2 separate regions of the Macaca mulatta genome follow, and region 1 is linked to region 2. The links are chromatin contacts, called in public Hi-C maps. All regions are on one chromosome and are shown on one strand. Each heading gives the region's core, a stretch centred on a gene start, on an enhancer-like site or on the middle of the called end of the contact. The rest is flanking DNA. Distances are from core to core; before and after follow the strand shown. Region 1 holds the start of KLF6 (KLF transcription factor 6). Region 2 has its middle 310 kb from the start of PITRM1.

Region 1 (4,365 bases), core at 1,180-3,679, 330 kb before region 2:
GGTAAAGTTCATCATCTTTTTATATCCTGCCATACTTCCCCCTTCTGAATTAATCTGGCCCTCTGTGATTCTTTGTTGCTCTTCTTAAAAAAATCAGGTGCAGCTATTAGTGTTCAGATGCAATGCATATATTCTTTGTCACATCAAAGAAAATATTTTTTCACCAACTGGTTACATCCAGTTGTGGATGTAAGGTACTAGCAATAAGGACTTTTGTTTTCAAACATCAGCACTCTCCTGGCAGCCTACCTGTGCCTGTTTTGTAAATTTCTGTGTACCAATACCTGGCCAGTCATAGGGTGTGACTAATATGTGTTAAATGGTTAATGAGTGCAGCACGATGCCATGGGATCTATTCTATTTGAAATTTAGTGTTCATACGTACCATGTTTTTAAATTTTTTTTTTTTTCTGAAAACGACAATGCCTATTGTACTGTATCTGCATTATGACTAATCAGGTTCCCTCTTGTAAAAATAAACGATATAATCTTCATACTGCCGGACAAGGTATGTTAAGAGACAAGGATGAATTTAAATTTTATACGAATGTGGATTTATTAAAAAACATTGACAATTAATAATTGTCCCAAAGATAAGCTGGGACACCCGCTCACCAGGACGCCCACACACCTTGCAGAGGCAGCCATCCTGGCCTCTCTGGCCCACACAGAGCCTTCCCCTTCATCTCCGGCTCCCCCTGATCCAGGGTGCCTGGCCCTCAGCGGGGGACTTGCTCCACACTCCTGCTTACTTTGGAACTAGTGGGGCCAAGGTCACAAGCGCTAATTACTGAGCGAACCCTGCCCCCAACACAACGGCTGCCCAAACGCTCTTGGCTGCCAGTTACTGGGGCCCGGTCAGTGGGCACTTGGGTAAATCTGTAGATGGTTCAAAACAAAGCCATTTGCATTCCTAGAAACAGTTAAGGTACAGGTCCCCAAGGAGGGCTGGTCCTGGCTCTCGGTTGCTGGGGTAAATGTGATGAACACTGGCCAAGAACACTGTCAATTCACTCTGCACAACCTTCACAGCCCACATACCACAGGTACAAGACAAACCACCCTTCTCCACTCCAGACTCACTAAGGTCCCCACCTAGTCTTAAGCCACAGGCTTCTGCCGGACTCTCTAAAATTAAACATACAAAACCCTTTTTTTTTTTTTCCTAGTCCATTCTTTCAAAATGTTTAGTGTCCGTTAAACTCTTATTTTGAAACAAAAACTATAATACAGTTACAATTCAGTTTCCCATTTTGGATTTTAAAATGCTCTGGTTAGCGTTCTCGACATTTTTCTTAAAAATCAACATGACGGTATATTTTCGGAGATAATTTATATGGAAAAACACACACACACTAAATGTCGGCTTCCACCTAATTTAAATTGTTTACACATTCATGGGAAAACCTAGCTGTTAACCTTGGTGAGGGCTGAGATCGCCCTCTACAAGATAAACACGTTTCTCCCAATTCCAAGGGGAGCCTGCGTGCTCCCCTCCCCCACTCTGGTGGACCTGAGGACAGAGGGGAGAGAAGGGACGTAGGAATCGATGGGGACAGAGAGGGGCTCAGGGATGGAGGGGGACAGAGAGGGGAACCCCAAGGTTAGAGAAGAGAGGGGGACCGGGGGATGTAGGGGAACAGAGCGGCGTAGAAGGGGACAGTAGGGGACGGGGCGGCCCCACGCGTAGAAGGGGACAGTTGGGGACCGGGCGGCTCCGGACGTAGAAGGGGACAGTTGGGGACCGGGCGGCCCCGGGCGTAGAAGGGAACAGCTGGGGACTGGGCGGCCTCGGGCACAGAGGGGGACGGGGGAACGGGGCGGCCCCGGGACCTGACGGCCGAGAGAAGCAGGACGGGGCGGCCGCCCGCGGGGTGCGCTGCCGGAACCGGGACTCGCGCGGCGACGGGGCCCGGCTTGGTGACCCGGACGGGCGCGGGGTGGCGGGACCGGGCAGCAAGGAAGGGGGACTGGGACTGGGGACGGGCGACGCGGCCCGCCCGGGCTCTCCCAGCCCCGGATCCCTCAGCCCCGGCCGCAGGTGCAGCACAGCGCTCGGCCGCGCACCTCACAGCGCGGACTCCTCCGGCGCGCCGCCGCCCGCGCCTTATATACCCTGCTAAAAATAGCCTGCGAGGCCACTCTCCAATCAGAACGAGCAGAGTTCGAATTGAACCAATGGTGCGGGCCGTGATGGAGAGTCTCGGTCACGCCAGGCGGGGCCGCTGTGTGTCGCCGCCCGCGATTGGCCGGAGCTGACATCATCGGCGCGCAGCCCCCGGGCCGGGAGCCACGGGATTGGGCCGCGCGCGGGGCGGGCACGGGGCGAGTCACGTGGGGGGAGGGGGAGTGGGGGGAGCCAGGCGGGGGCGGAGGGGGAGGCTGGCAGCGGAGCTTTGAATAGGGAAGTTTTGCAGGGGTTACGTTTGCAGTCAGTCCGGTGTTTGCAAATATTGTGTGGGCTCCGCGCGCTGCGGGCTGCGGGAGGGTCCGGCCGGGCGTCTCTGCGAGCCTGGAGTTTGCATGAAACTTTCACCTGCGCTCCGGGGAGACTTTCGGCTCCGGCTCCCACCGCGCGCCTCGCCGCCCTCGCGACCGCGGGCTCAGTCCGACCCGGCCCGACATGGACGTGCTCCCCATGTGCAGCATCTTCCAGGAGCTCCAGATCGTGCACGAGACCGGCTACTTCTCGGCGCTGCCGTCTCTGGAGGAGTACTGGCAACAGGTAAACGCAGCCGGCCGCGGTTCCCTGCGGGCGCCGGGGTAGGGGGCGCGGGCCGGGGCGGCTGTTTGGGGTTCAGACCCGGTGCTCCCTGCGGTCCGCTGGGCCCGGGCCCCGCGCTGTCACCGGGGGATCGGGCGCAGCGCCCCCTCCGATCGATTCTTCAGCCCGCGAGCAGCGTCCGCCCAGGGAAGCCCCAACTCCCGGCGCAGCCCGGCCAAGCCCCTGGCACGAGTTCGGAGCCTGTCCCTGCTCCAGGCGCCACAGCTGGAGCTTGTCATGGGGACCAACTTGCTCTGCCTGCCAAGGTTTTTGTTTTTTGTTTTTTGTTTTTTTTAAGATTTTGTTTTTGTTTTGCTTTTTGGTGCTTGTACATAACGGCTTTTTTTAAAATATCACATTTTGCCAGCAGAACGTAGACCAGCTCTCTCATTTATTTTTAATTTTTTTCGTTTTTTAAAACTCTAGACCATTTCCAATGTGTTTTCCCCTCTTTGGAATGCCTAACATTTCCCCTAGATCTGCCTTATTTGTCTTACGTGCTTCTCTTGTTGACCAAGAAAAATAAAAATAAACAAAACTGTGTACACTCCAGTGACTTGTCAGTCTTGTGACAATGAGCCCGTCCAAACTGCTTCAAGTCTTAGCTTGGGAAAAAGGACCTCGGTTTCCGACGTTGTCGTAGAACTGGAATTTGGGGGCATTGGAAATTTTAAGAAACTTACCATGTCCCTGTGCTTATCGGTAGCATCGCCCGAGGGGAGAGAGACTGACACTCGTCCCATTGTCTCTCCAGCGATCGCAGGAGGGTTTACTGTTGTCTCCCTGCCCTGCTGTGCTGTTTGTTTTTCGTCACAAAGTGAATTGCCAGATCAAATAGAGGCTGTGGGTTTCCAAGCCTCGAAAGCTTTAAGGAGGATGAAATGCAGGGTGTTGCAACCTTCACACGCCTGCTTAATTGTTCACAATCCTCTCCTGCCTTTTTCCCCCTCCCCCTCTTGTTTTTTTTCTCCTCAAAGAAGCTGCTCCCTGGGACGTGATTGAAATTGATCTAAGTAGTTTCCTTCGGGCATTTGGGATTTGGGCAAACGGCCAGACCTGGCTCCTGGTCGCCTTCGGAGGCTTTTAAACTCTCCCAGAGCTTCGTTCAGGTCCCGGGTGCTCATCAGCGTAATGGAGATTTTAAATTAGCCGGATTATTAAAGTTTAACAAGATCTCCATAAATGTGCTTTTCTTTTTTCTTTGGAAAATCAATTAGATATATCGCTGCTGCCCCTCTTCAGAACGCTGTAGTGTGCATTGTAACTCAGACGCCTAGTTTCGGGGGAAAGGGGAAACCATGATTTTCCCGTGTGCTTGCTCACACTGGCTGTGTGCGAGCCTGGGGAGGGGGAGGGATTGCCTGTGGCAGGAGAGAGGCACACTGCTAAGTCAGCCTGAGCCCCCGGGGTGGGCTGTGCTCAGTATAGTCCCTGCCCGGAAAAATGATGTGCTCACCAGAGCAGAGTGGTGTAGAAACTGAAATTTGTAGAATTGCCAGTAGTATAGACAACCTTATATGGACATGCAGGCAACTGATCCTCGTGAAAATCAGGGCAGACATAATTTAATCCTAAAATGTTTCCTACCATTTTTCTTTTCC
Region 2 (4,569 bases), core at 1,898-4,397:
GAGACAAAGAGAAAAAGAAAGAAAGAAAGAAAAAAAATTCTTGGCCTAACCCTTGACCGAATGTGAAATGCATGTCATAGGTGGATGGAATGTCGTTCTCCTCCTTGAAATCATCATTTTTAGCAACAGATTCATAACACAGTCACTTTTCCATAACAGCATCTCCACGTTCTTTTGATCCTTAATAACCATCCCAGGCACCAAAGCAACTGTCAGTTTCTATCATGAGCACTTTCCTGATACCTTAAAAATTTTCAGAGTCTGGGCTCGTAATTTCTCTTTATGTCCCTGTAAACCCCACATCAATCTCTACTTCCCTGCCCTTTCATCCAACTGAGGCTGAGAACTTTCTCCCCAAAGAAAGAAAAGCCAGGCATTCAGAGTCAGATGTGGTGTGGACTGTTTCTGGTTAGATGACTCAGGCCATTTTTGTGGATTTCCCAAGATGCTTTCTGAAATTCTGTTGAAAAATATCTTGTGGGATCTGGTAACAAATTAAACAAAAGACAAACCACCAAGTGCTTGCCTGTTTGAATAGGCCAACCACAAAATACTCTGATTCACGGTGACCTATCACGGGGGAGAAGCAGCTCTGGCTCATCAGTTAAATTCTAACTTCCACAAACCCCAGCTCCCTGGATTCCTTTCTGAGGCTTAATGAAAGATAGAGGGGAGTTGGCTGCCTTTCAAATAATTCTAAGGCTCATGACACCAAGATACTTTTTAAGGTTTCAGAAAACTTGCCCTCCTCAGCTGACCATGCCAAGATGCACTGGTGGCTTTGGTTTGCATTATTTTGCCATCTTCAGTTTTAAAAGTATTGAGAGACATAGGATGCTTGTTTGTTTTCATTTTGTTTTAATTCCAGGGGGCTAAGTAATCACTTAATACATATTTTCTTTGACAATTAACAAAAGTGATTCATACATTTTGTGGAAGTCTATTTTCTTTCCAACGGCACATGCCCACATTTCTTTGGTGACTTACTCACAGAGCAAAACAATAAGCACCGAATCTGTTTTTCACCAACCAGGATTTCTCGCCAGGCTTTTCCCAGCACACTTCATGCAGATGGAATTTCTGGCTCACTCTTCGTCCTCGCTGTTGTTGTTGTGTTTGTTGAGGTTGTCGTTGGGTGTTTTCCTCTGAACTGAAAAAGGGATATATCTGTGCTCTCCCTGATCTCTCGGGAAGCTGACAAAACAAAGAAGCATACACTTCCAGCACACACAGCCCTGCCCAACCCCGTGGTGTAGTTTGTCCTGCCTGAATACACGAACCACAAAGTGCGCTCATTCACAAACACACAACTTGTTTTCCTGAACAACAGCGCCTCCCGCGACCCCTGGGAAGGATATTCCCCAGCTGCCCGGCAGATGTCCTGCCCCGCCGCATGGGTGTGGAATTTGCAGAGGAACCCCCAAGACGCTGTAATTTGCTTGCTCTTGGTAAAGTTGTTTTGTGGTTGTTGCTGTTGATGCTCTTGCTCTTTCTGGAACTGAAATGTTGGCCTTTGGAGAATCCCTGCACTATAAGGAGTACACAGACTTGGGAAAACTCAGCACACCAAGAGAAGGAGTGGAGCTGTGTGTTTTGCCAAAAACCATCTGAAATTTCCTGTTTTCCACGTCTGGGGTGTAACTTTAACTTTTAGGGTCAGAGTTGCTCTCTCCCTGGGAAGCTGCAACGTTTTATTCCTGACTTCTTTAAGGGCTTGTGAAAGATCTCCAATGTGCTTCTAAAAAACACACAAACGCCTTTTAATCACAGCCTCCGGGAGCTGCATTCATTGGATTTGAAACCAGACGCATTCAACTTGCCTTTAAGTCCTCACCAGCTCGCCCTCAAGGTAAACAAAGAAAACCCAACAAGTGTACAAAGAATTTCATTTTGCCCTTGAAGATAGTAAAACAACTTCAGACACTGAATAGTCTGTGAACAATCAAAAAGTTACACTAACATGGAATATTTAAAATGACTTCAGCCAGTAAGAACCTAAATGTCACAATTTTCACTCTATATAGACTTTATTAATGAATATCAGAGTATATAATGTGTGTATATGTTTATACACATACACTGAATGTTAGAATATATAATATGTGTGTATATATATACACACACACTGAATGTTAGAATATATAATATACACACATATTATATATAATATAATATAATATATTATATATTATATTATATATTATATATTATATATTATAGAATATAGAATATATAATATACACACATATTATATATTCTAACAGTCATTAGTACAGTCTATATCTATTAATGGCATTATATGTATTAAAGATATATTATATATAATGATACTTTTATTGCCAAAAGGCAAAACTGCAAAAAAATAGATGTTTTTACATTTTTAAGAACAAAGTCTAGGCCAGGTGCGGTGGCTCACACCTGTAATCCCAGCACTTTGGGAGGCCGAGGAGGGCGGATCACAATGTCAGGAGATTGAGACCATCCCGGCTAACACAGTGAAATCCTGTCTCTACTGAAAATACAAAAAATTAGCCGAGCGTGGTGGTGGGCGCCTGTAGTCCCAGCTACTTGGGAGGCTGAGGCAGGAGAATGGCATGAACCCAGGAGGCGGAGCTTGCAGGGAGCCGATATCAGGCCACTGCATTCCAGCCTGGGTGACAGAATGAGACTCCATCTCAAAAAAAAAAAAAAAAAAAAAGAACAAAGTCTAATGGTTCCTAAAAGATGAAAAACTCTATATTGTTAGTTGTTTCTGAATAAAGAAGTACAAGCAGTCAATGAGATAAGATTAGATTCTGTAGAAACTTCCTAAGAAATCATTCTCCAATCTATAATCTCCTTATTCCTTCCTTCAAATCTTAAACCGACTTAATACAGATTTTAGCTGAAATATAGCCGTATACATCACATCATTTACTCTAAAAATTTCCTCCATGAAACTTAAAGTTGAAAATAGAAACACTACCCACGTTCCCTGAAAAATCACCCTATAATTATTCCAGAAAATGTGCAGATGTGTCGTACGTTGTGTAAAGCAGAGGGGAGCTCTGACTACTCAATGACCAGGCTGCCTCTGGCATGTGCCATATGCATGAAAACAGGAAAGAGGCACGTGCTCTGTGACGGTGCCGTGGCTGGGGCCTGAGCCGCCCTGTTCCTATCCTGTCTCCCGTGCAGGCTGCTGAGAGTAAGCTGTGAGCAGTGGTTCCAGGCACCCCTGTTTATATTAACTCATGTTCCCGCAGGTGAGCTTTCATTCCTGAAGTTTGTGTAATGCTGAAGTTACAGTTTTACAAGCACCATGGAAAACGGCTTCCTGCTATAACTTTCAGGAAGAGGAAGAGCCATGTTAAGCCAAACTCTGGGGCCAGTGGCCACATTCTTGCTGCCACAGGAGCCGGGTCCGAGCTGCAGCTTGTCAGAGTCATGTTGCCTTGTGTCCTCACAGCCAGGAAAACGTGTGTCCAGAGGAGATCAGTTTAAGAAATGCTCATCAGGTTGACAGTTAAAAGACGATAATATGAGAGCTTCACCCTGCTGATGAGAGAGACTCAGAGAATGAGAAAAGTACAGCTTTGGTAACTTTTGAACGAGTTCTATACTTGTCATAAACACAGAACAACCCAAGTAAACTCCAGAGTTCAACTGTGACGTGCTCTTCAGGCTGCGCCGGAAAAGGCAGCGCAGCCGAGCTAATCCCAGGCTCTCAGAGAGAAGTGGGGAAGAGTGTTTGTCTTGCCCAGTCAGAATTCAGACACAGGAAGGGGAGTGAGTGATTACCAGGCTTAATATCTTCAATAAGGCTTTTTCTCCAACAAGATGCAGAAATCCTTTTATAACCTGTTTTTTTTTCTTCCTCTAACCACTTAAGTTTCTATGTGTCACCCTTTCCTTCTCGATAAAATTTTGATAATCATTTGTCCAAACAAAGCCCAGAGAGGCGTTGAAAGAAGCACATGAGGTTATGGTTAGGAAAGCACTTTTGAAAATGCTATGCAAACACAATGCTGTCACCGTCCACTTGCGAAACTGTGGACAGGAACAACTGCCTTACACACACCTGCGAAATACCAGACTGATTTAATCTGAATGGAAGGCTTCGTTCCAAAGCTACAGATGACTTCTGATCATTAAACACACGCAGATATACACAGTTAAAAAATAGTTTTTAGAAAAAGGTAAAATTATCATTCTCATACACATATAAATAAATAGGTGTTTAAGAATATATTTAACTCGTAGGATGTGAGGGAATTAAATAGATGTTATAACCTATTCAAAGGAAAAATCAAAACGACACATAAAATATATGCAGGAAAGGAACATTGAGATCAGCTGCAAATAAGCACGAAACTGGAGGGAGAGGTCAATGAAACCACTATCAGCAAGTACAGAATTTGCATATCTGTCCTGTTGCTTCTGTAAGTTGCCTACAATTTACAAAGAATTGCATAGGAATGCAAAATTCATGCACAGGGTTGAATTCTGATAACGCTGAAGGGTGTGCTCTAGATCACGCAGTTTTCTAGAGAAACACAAGACTCCTACACACCCAAGCATATAGACTCT

What was found. Hi-C and Micro-C count contacts between places; a contact is called where the count stands out from the background.
Region 1: a contact with region 2 is called in a Hi-C map of liver, with 4 times the contacts expected there. The contact joins the promoter of KLF6 here to the enhancer-like site in region 2. A contact is called at or near these places in 5 of 14 Hi-C or Micro-C datasets (CD4 T cells, blood, cortical neurons and 2 more).

The regions. Positions count from the first base shown.
Region 1 is chr9:5,340,387-5,344,751 of T2T-MMU8v2.0, reverse strand. KLF6 (KLF transcription factor 6) reads left to right here and starts at 2,429. Exons shown (of 4, transcript XM_015146365.3): 1 at 2,429-2,725. The coding sequence starts at 2,624. LOC107000013 (a long non-coding RNA gene) reads right to left here and starts at 2,085. Exons shown (of 2, transcript XR_013397895.1): 1 at 1-2,085.
Region 2 is chr9:5,015,034-5,019,602 of T2T-MMU8v2.0, reverse strand. No RefSeq gene overlaps it. Among named protein-coding and RNA genes, the nearest start is that of PITRM1, 310 kb to the right of the region's middle. Within about 2 kb of position 3,147, at least 3 of the 40 cell types and tissues checked have an H3K27ac peak or open chromatin away from gene starts, as enhancers often do. A contact at or near this core is called in liver, where this site is marked.